Linked DNA regions of Zea mays: region 2 is linked to region 1. The links are chromatin contacts, called in public Hi-C maps. All regions are on one chromosome and are shown on one strand. Each heading gives the region's core, a stretch centred on a gene start, on an enhancer-like site or on the middle of the called end of the contact. The rest is flanking DNA. Distances are from core to core; before and after follow the strand shown. Region 1 holds the start of LOC100282943 (Chaperone protein dnaJ 15). Region 2 holds the start of LOC100381936.

What was found. Hi-C and Micro-C count contacts between places; a contact is called where the count stands out from the background.
Region 2: a contact with region 1 is called in a Hi-C map of ear, with 2.9 times the contacts expected there. The contact joins the promoter of LOC100381936 here to the promoter of LOC100282943 in region 1. A contact is called at or near these places in 9 of 25 Hi-C or Micro-C datasets (bundle sheath, ear, endosperm and 2 more).

Annotation. Positions count from the first base shown.
Region 1 is chr3:131,017,651-131,022,406 of Zm-B73-REFERENCE-NAM-5.0, reverse strand. LOC100282943 (Chaperone protein dnaJ 15) reads left to right here and starts at 2,235. Exons shown (of 13, transcript NM_001155848.2): 1 at 2,235-2,362; 2 at 2,443-2,663; 3 at 2,787-2,931; 4 at 4,688-4,756. The coding sequence starts at 2,801.
Region 2 is chr3:131,467,730-131,472,485 of Zm-B73-REFERENCE-NAM-5.0, reverse strand. LOC100381936 reads right to left here and starts at 1,824. Exons shown (of 21, transcript NM_001350018.1): 1 at 1,479-1,824; 2 at 594-823; 3 at 284-465; 4 at 1-84. The coding sequence starts at 1,542.

The sequences.
Region 1 (4,756 bases), core at 986-3,485:
GCCAGTTGACAGAAGGCAAGAATTGCCTTCCTGGAATGCTCTCAACGGCTCTTAGCTGCCTTGGGGCTATAAAAGGGACCCCTGGGCGCATGGAGGAGAACACCAAGCACACTTTGAGCATTCTTGATCATTCTCACTCCAACTTTGCGCACTCGTTTGACATTCTTAGTGATTTGAGCTCCGTTCTAGTGGTGAACTTTGTGATACTCATTTGAGCTCAAATTCTTGGTTGTGTGTGTGCGTATCTGCTGTGGATTTGAGTGTGTTGCTTCCCTCCCTTACTCTAGTGCTTTCACTTTGATTCTTATTGTAAGGGTGAGAGACTCCAAGTTGTGGAGATTCCTCACAAGCGGGAAAGAGTAAAGAAAGAAGAACACCGTGGTATTTAAGTCGATCATTGGATCACTTGAGAGGGGTTGAGTGCAACCCTCGTCCGTTGGGACGCCACAACGTGGAGTAGGCAAGTTTTGTACTTGGCCGAACCACGGGATAAATCCTCGTGTCTCTTGTGCTTGTTCTCACTGTGTCTATTGTATTTCACAAGAGATCTCCTATAACCACTTGATTTCATTGTGCTAACTCTTAATCAAGTTTTGTGGCCTTAAGTGTTAAGTTTTTACAGGATCACCTATTCACCCCCTCTAGGTGCTCTCACAACTCCAAAAATATGTTAAAAATTTTCTCTAAAAATGGTTATTGGTGGCAGACTAAACATTTTTAGAAGCAAAGCATCATATATATACTCCAACAGTCCTTAAAAACTAAAAACTATAAAATCCCACTAGCCTTCGTTACCTCTCTCTTCTCGACGTCAAGACTTATGATCACCGAGGAGCTCCTTACGTCACGTCACTGAGACTAGCTCCAACAGCTCACGTCGGCTAGCCCCCTCTCTCGGGTTGTTCCTTACGAGGTGTAAATGAGGGGAGAAGGGGTCTAACGGTGCCCCCTCCTGCACCCTCTACGGGGAGAGAGAAGTATTCCACCCTGTGTAGGGGGAGTTCTAGTCTCCATCCATTTTGTTAATCAACGCTTTAATTACAAAATCAATCTATTTTTAGTATAATTACAAAATAATAATGTGTATTACAGTACTATTAATATGACAATATTTTTTAAAACTCCAAAAACTAATATATAAAAGGCAAATAGCTCATTTAAAAAGTAAAGGAGAGCTAAATAGAGGGAATAGTTGGAGAGAAAGAGAAATATAAGGAATAATTATTGAAAATGAGGTATTTAAATATAAATATAAAGTACGAATATGATAATTTAGGAGGGAGAATGGTTGAAGATAGCATGAGGAGGAGGCTGCTATGTCGTGTATGCGTCGAAGCCCCACCCAACAAGTGCGCGTGCGACAGAAAAAAAATCGCGGGAGCCTACTCGCATACGAGCGAGGCCGATTGTGGAGAAATAGCTTACACATAAATATGAGGGAGGTGAGGAGATAGATGCGGGATGCTAAGGGTCTGTTTGGTTCGTGGCTAACTATACCAAACTTTGTTTGAGGTTAATTGTCTGAGTTGAAGAACTAGAGGCTGTTTGGTTCTATACATGTGGTGCCAAAAATTGCCACACAATTTTATGCCACACTTGTCTAAGGTGCTTAAGGTTAGACGCTCAAATTCTGCCTCATATTTGTCTTGCCTAAGGAAATCTTGCCACATTTTACTAGTCATTGACTAGTGAGACCTACACTGCAGGAGAAAAATCTTGTCACAACTGTGGCTTCAAACCAAACACATGCCTAACTTGGTCAAACTTGCCTAACCTTAAGCGTGGCAAACTATGTCAAGTTAGACAGCAAACCAAACAGCCCCTAGCCTAAGCAGAAAAGTTATGCAAAATTTGGCAAGTTAGACAACGAACCAAACATGCCCTAATTCTTTCGATAGAGTATAAGGAAGCTGTTGGAGCGAGAAAAATCATTTTTCTAATATTTGCTCGAGTAGATTTACAATTTTTTTTCAAACAATACTCCACAAACAATACAATGCACAGTGCAAAAACAATGTTTAAGTGACCATATAAGTGAACTATTGTACATTGTACTTATATGGTCAGCCAAAACCATGTTTTGCGCTTTATATTGTATTGTTTATAGAGTATAGTTCGAATATAGATATATGTATGAGTAGCTGCTGGAGATATTTCCATGATATGTTTGGTATGATAAACTAAAATAGAGTGTTAGTTTATGTATTTAATACAGAAATTTGAAATTAGTGTCTAAAACCAAACGCTTTCTAAACCAAACACTCCTTGTCGGTCGCCGCTAGCTCCTCCAACCTCGTTGGCCGTTGCCGTCTCCGTCTCGCCCGCCCATCTACGCGGCGAGATCTGCTCGCGCCGCGCCGAGGTGAGCAAAAATTTCTCATCCCGAGTCCCGACCCAACTTGGCGAAAATTATAGAGACCTGCCACTCGTTCCCTTTCCCAGGCGCAGGCGCCTCTCCTTGCCAGGCGTGACACAGACGAACTGGTGCCGCCTCTGCTGGGGCTTGGTCCTCCCAGCCGAGCGCGCCTCATCCGGATCTTGCGACGACGGTGCCCAAGCTCCCGGCCTCCCTTTCGCATCCCTGCTGCGAGCCGTCGGTCTCCGGAAAGAGTTAGAGCCGTCGGTCTCCGTAAAGAATTGGAGCCGCCAGGCGCCTTGAGAAGGTAGATCCGCCGGCAGACGACCTGCTGGTCTAACCGTCGGGCGCCGTTACATGGTCCAACTACCGGCCGTTGGGATCGGATGCATTATTTTTTGAACCTTTTATTTGTTATTACATCTGTTAGGGTTTTGTCCCGGGATGTCGTCGTCGGGGAAGATGGAGGGGCCGTCTGCCCCGGTGGTGCGTCGGGATCCCTACGAGGTGCTCAGCGTTCCCAGAGATTCCTCCGACCAGGAGATCAAGTCCGCCTACCGGAAGCTCGCACTCAAGTACGGTTTCAATGACCCTTTTCGTTTGCTATGCTGCTTTGATTTGTGTGGTGGAAGAGTGTTTTGATTTGGGTAGCGTAAGAGAGGAAAACCCAGACGCTACTCCGTTAGTTTAACATAGGCCTGTTTGGCATAGCTCATAGAGCAGCTGCCAGGCTAAACCGAGGAGGAGCTCTGCCAAACTATACGTTAGCGAGAAGCGGGTTTTCTGTGAAGCGATTATTTCAAATAAAATGTTCCTGATTTGGTAGTTTATGAATTTGGTAACGGCCAACTAGGTGAGTCAATATGCTAGCTAATGTGCTGCAATTTTTCAGTGCTTAATTATTTCTAATACTTTGCCCAGATCTTAGCAATGATGAAATGGCGAATACTCATGATCAGTGTCTTATTATTAATAACACATTGTCCAGCTCTCAGCAAAGTTGAACTGACGAATACTCATGCGAGGTGCACTCAATGACGAATTTAGTTCCCACATCTGCTTCTTGATGAGAAAGCAGCAAAAAACCTATCAGTGATAATTTTTTCAAGCGAATGCAGAGAACATTTTTCAGGCTCCAGATGGATATCAGTTCCTATATTGGCAAAAGATATTTGTTTAATTTTTTGTTTATTCAAGTTGAAAACTGCCATTGCTTTCGATCCAACCGTGTTTGCCTGAGCAATAATTAACGGAATAATATTATTCCTCAAAAAAAAGCATGTACTAGTTTAGTTGCTAGTCATTCTAGAATATACAATATGAGAAGAATTGCAAGAAGTGTTGCTGCCCCACACAGTGCAACAGGAATCAATGTGACTATCTCGTCTATCCAAGCTCCTAATAAACCTTAGTAATAGCTATTTACTTGCTGTTCAGACCATGCTGAGAGTGTATGGTAATGGCTGTTGTAACTGATGTTTTTTTGTTAAATTTTGGATCTATATATGTATATTCATTTACATTCCATACAGTAGCAATCATTCCATAAACTACAAAGCATCAAGAAAAAATTATAGGTAGCAGCAGTAAATGGCCACGTGCGGCTTCTGTTGGGTTTCAAGTTTCAACTCTACCCTACCCAACTTGCTTGGGAGTTAGGACTAAAAGGCTTTTGTTGATGCTGTTGTTGCAGCAGTAAATGGACTAATATGTTCAGATCAACATAGTAGAAATCAATTTAGAATCAAAGCCAGTCAACCAAATTGACTAAATCATCAAGCACATTTCTTCTGCGTCACAGTCGCTCCCACACCACTGTGTGCACTTTGCGCCCCTTCACATGAGAGGAGAGTATCTAACCACTAACTGGATGGAACACAAGTATCTAACCACTTTGTTCTTGTGGTGAAACACCAATGGGATGGAGTGAACACAAATATCTAACTACTTAAACCTTTTGAATGCTTGGTGTCCTGTGAACACAAATATCTAGCTTATTCTAGCGGCTAATATAAGCCCATCCAAACAGGCCCATAATCTGTTATGAAGTACATGTGTGAGCAGACCTGTTTGTAGAACATTGCCCTCTCATATATGTTTTGCAATTGCTGGCAAGATTTTTTGTTACTGTCCTTTTGTGGTGATATGATTATTCATTCAGTAATGAGGTAATTCCATGGTCTTAAAACATCAGATACTGTCACTCCATTGCATCCAGCTTATTGGGGAATTATTTCTGCTACTTGCATAGTCCTTGATATGCCTTCACCATGTAACATTGTTGGAACCCTACCCTTTTCTGTACATCACAATTCTTATCTTTGTTGACAGGTACCACCCTGACAAGAATGCTAGCAACCCAGAAGCATCGGAACTCTTCAAAGAAGTTGCATATTCTTA
Region 2 (4,756 bases), core at 575-3,074, 450 kb before region 1:
GTGTTTCTGATGCAGTCCACCATTTTAGAGTCAAAATCATCCCAGAATTCCGTGTCAGGTCCATGGAGATCAAACTTGCAGCATCTATATCAGAAAATGAACAATTTTTACACTGTTATAACTCACTTGTAGTAACTCTTTACCCAAGTAGAAATAAGCTAATGAAAGGAAACATAACTGCAAAATAACAGCAAATGAAAAGCTGGGTTGGAACAATTGGAAAACTTTAACACATGCATTTTTTTCCAAACCAATACTACCGTGAAGAAGTTGTAACAAGTACCTTTCTCTCTTTTTGGTGTTGAAATCAGCCTCCAGCCTAGCATATACTTTCTTTGCCATCTTAGTTGCTTGATCATTGCTAGGATGGGCCTTCGACACAAACACAATGAACCATTCTCGTTCATCATTTTGCACAATTAATTTGAGGCGAGGCTTAAGAATGGTCTTGAATTCATCAAGGTCCTGCACATTTTTGTATATAAACAAATAAATGAATGGCAAAGTCATCCACATGGCCATTTGGCGAGTACAAATGAATCAAAATGATTAGCATACAGTAGGATCAAGAGGGGGATGTGGGTGGGGAGTACCTCACAAGTAACAAGAACAACAGTCGCATATGGCTCCCGGAACCAGAATAAGTACTGTTCTTGTGGGAATCTACTCCGCAGTCTTGAATCAGTAGTTTGTATAAACTCAGCTGGAAGATTTTCAACAAAAACAGGGTTCCTTGCCTTGTTGTTGAGACAGGCCTTCTTCACTGGCACTCGTTGTTCAAAACTTTCCTTGACATTTAGCCACAAGTCACTAACATCTTCAACTGTTACAAAAGTCAAATCAACATACGAGAAGGAATTTGTAGAAATATACAAACTTGAAACCACTTCAACAGCTTGGACAGCAAAGAAGTATGAATTATATAGGTAATAGGTCTACTTCAATTGTGATCCGAATTAACCCCTAGAGGGTTATTAGTCCATCCATGCTAGATACCCGTGCACACAGGTTGTAGCACAGTAAGGCCGGTGGATGCACACTCGTCCGTACTGTCAGAGTTATGTCCCCGAAACAAAGGAGGTGATGGAACAACATATTTACATGAGTTCGTTCAGAGTGACATTGTAACTCGTCATGCAGGAACAAGATTGAGCTACCAAAATGGTAATTCGAGATCTCTCACGTATTCATTAGCTTAAGCAATCTGAAACTAAAGAGGGCAAAGGAAAAAAAAACTTGAGCATTCTGAAACTATCACTATAGGCACTATGCAACGAGCAGGCACTCAGCTACACAACCAGACAAAGCACGGTAACGCCATTCCTGCACGAATCTAGGCTCGTTCGGAACCTTCCAGATCACACGGCAACAAGATCAGGTGGACCAAGCTACCCAGATCGCGCCCCCGCAGCGCAGTTCAGATCCTTGGGGATAGAATTATGTTTTTGCAATTAAGAGGGGAGGCGACAGGTTCGTACCGGCGATGACGATGCGGTCGCAGGAGGACTTGATGGTCTGGAACTGCGCGAGGTAGTTCGCCATGGCCGCCGGCCGAAGCGGCGGCGGCGAGGTAGGCGGAAAGTGATGGGCTCCGCGCCGGTACTAGTGCCCGGCGCGGCCGCTACAGCTTCTGGGAAGTCGCCGGATGCGCTAGCGAGGTGCAAGGTCCCCGAGATGCGGAGGCGACGGGGAGCAGTGGGGTGTCTGCTGAACACGAAACGGGTCGGGTGCGGAGGAATTACGACGGTAACGGAACGAGGGCAACTACTGCTGTGATGCTCGCTTCTGTCCGATAAATCAATGATCCAACCGTACGCTTGGCCCATTTGGCAGTGCTTCTCCCTACCTGCTTCTATTAGGCTTCTTATTGTTAGGAATAACAACGAAGAATATATCGTCGGATTTTAGCTCTCGGTCTCTACGACGAAAAAATTCCGCTACGGAGATCTCATGAACGATTGTGGAGGATATTTATTTCTTATTCTTATTCTCGGCAGATATAAATTCGCGGAGATCCCTGTATCCGATTAAATTATAAATAGAATGTACTTACTTTGTTATGATGTAAAATATTGTCACATATACACATTTGTTATATGTAAAAAATCATTATATATAAATTAAAATAAACACATTTGTACATCGAGTGATTTCTTTATAATATAATTATTTATTTTTTATTATTAACTATTAAAAAACATCATCGCATGTAAGTTTAAAGAATCCCCACGGGGAACAGGAATGGAGAATGCTTCGACATTCTAGTTTACGCATCGGGTGATAATTTTTTCTTGTTTGCATCTCGTGTGGGTAAGAACTTCTCTATTTCTATCCTCTAATCAAAGAATTCCATATGAAAATCGGGACTCAGAGTGTCATTGTCATCTCTACCTATCGTAAGCTGTAGCAAACACCAATTTCTTAAATAGCTTTTGATAGAAAGCATTTCTTCCTTTTGTACTACATAGGTGAAGCAGAAAAAACTAGCTTCCCTAGCTTTGGCTCGTGCTTTTTTTTTAAAAAAAAAACTCCCACCGTATAGAAGAATATGATCTCCATTCTAACGTTTGCGAGTGTCCAGCGATGAACATGTTGACGCCTTTTTTGGCGCCAAACACTCAACACAAACCGGCGGCGGTGCTCTCTGCACAGACGCGGACGATCAGTGGCCAGGGGTCGGACGGTCCGCGACCTAGTGCAGGGCTAGGGTTTCCTGCCTGACGGCCGGATGGTCCGCGCCCTAGGACTGGACGGTCCGCGCGTGCGCAGGGGGCGGCGAAGGTCGCCGGCGGTGCTTAGATCTCGCTCCTGAGAGGGACCCCGTCGGGGAGGAGAGATCCTAGGTGATGTCTAGGCTCGGGCAGACCGACCTAGACTCCTCTAATCGACGTAAAGTCGAAGAGAAGCGGAAAATTTAGGGATTGAGAGGCTAAACTAGAACTACTTCTAATTGTACAAGAAATAAATGCGAGATTGAAGTGTTATTGATTCGATTGATGATTACAAATCGGTCGTATACCTCTCTATTTATAGAGGAGGGGGGCTAGACCCTTTACAAACTAATTTCCGAGCTAATTCCGCGAATCTAGCTAACAACCGTAGCACAAAACTTGGAACCCTAATCTGCTCTGCGCACGCGCGGACCGTCCGACCTCAGGGCCGGACCGTCCGCTGCTCAATTTAGTGGTCAACAGAACTCTCTGTGCCTTCACGCTCCTTCGGTGAAAGTATCTGACCATAGTACCGCACCCGCCCTCATGGTCGCTGCCCAAGGCCAGCACGGAGCCGGCCTAGGCACGCTGGAGGCGGTCGCGGCATCCCTTCTGTTCCCATTTTGTCTGTTACTTTAATATTGGTATCAATCCATATATATTGAGGTAGATTGTAACGTAAACTAATTTAAGTTACACTCCAATTCACCTCAATATATATGTATTAGTGTCAATATTGGAGTATCTGTCGGTGTTTTGGGTCCGACCGCACACCCGGGGTTGCCTCTCAAGGTGTTTTTAGGAGTAGGACGGTGTCGCCGACTGTAGCTAAATGGTTCGTGCCGGATGCACGAGGAACAATGGACAGTGTTTACAGGTTCGGGCCGCTTGGAGATGCGTAACACCCTACGTCCTGGTGAGAATGCTTTACGTGGTGGATTACAAGGGAGCTCTCTAACACTAGAGAGTAGAGAGTTGGGGTGGATGGCTGAGTAATGAGATCGATCTTTTTGAAGGGGTGCCCCCTAGGCCTTATATATTCGACCGTGAGGCAATACATGCGGATGTGATAACAATGCGCACCTAAGAGATAGTGAACTGATTGAGTCTATCTTCCTATAGTTCTGTCGACTTATCCTCGCCTGGTTCCGTTGTACGAGGCTCCAGCGCGGGAAAGTCGGGTCTCTGTTGCGGTTGCTTGCTCAACGTTGTTGGGCCATCCGGGCTCGCACCGATCCGGCCTTATGTCGATCTGCTTCACTGGTCGTTCTTCCCCAGGCCCATGAAGGGATGACCTTACGATTTATTGGGCCCTTGGGCCTTTCGTGAGGTCTTTTATCCTTCTAGTGGACCCAGGGGATATCTGTCCCCCACAAGCCCCCGATCTTTAGGTTGATTTTGAGATAATCGGCCCAAAGATCCTAGGTCCAGCTTGCAGTCTTCGTTTATGACAAGAAATGCTTTCTGGGCAGTTTGGTAAAAACGATTTCTTACTGTCTCCTTCTGCTTTGATCACTCGAAAATTGGTGCTCTGTCTCACACTCGTGCCTTGGAGATCAACATTTCGTATTGTAGGACCCTGAACTTCATTGGGTGCACCGGAGGTGCACCCAATGGGTGTAGCCCCCGAGCTTCGAGTGGATTTTTGAAAATAATCCACTCGAAGGTCTTTATCAGAAATCATTTTTATTTTCCGCTTGCACTTTGTTGGAGGTCAGCCTTGCCTTTAATCTTGCCATATGCTTTAGAAGTTAGCATTATCTTGACTTGAAATGACGATTCATGGGGTGCACCGCAATGGGTGTAGCCCCCGAGCTTCGAGTGGATTTTTGAAAATAATCCACTCGAAGGTCTTCATTTCGTGTCCTTTTGCTGAGAGTCATCCTTTCTTTTTCCGAATGCCTTAGAGGTCAGCATTATGTCATCGATATTATGCTTTAGAGGTCATCATGTATTTTGTCTTTGAGGCTGAGTTCGTGATCTGCCCATATCTTGCTAGGTGGTGCAATTTATTTGATCTGCGACTGATTGGACGTTCGATGGAC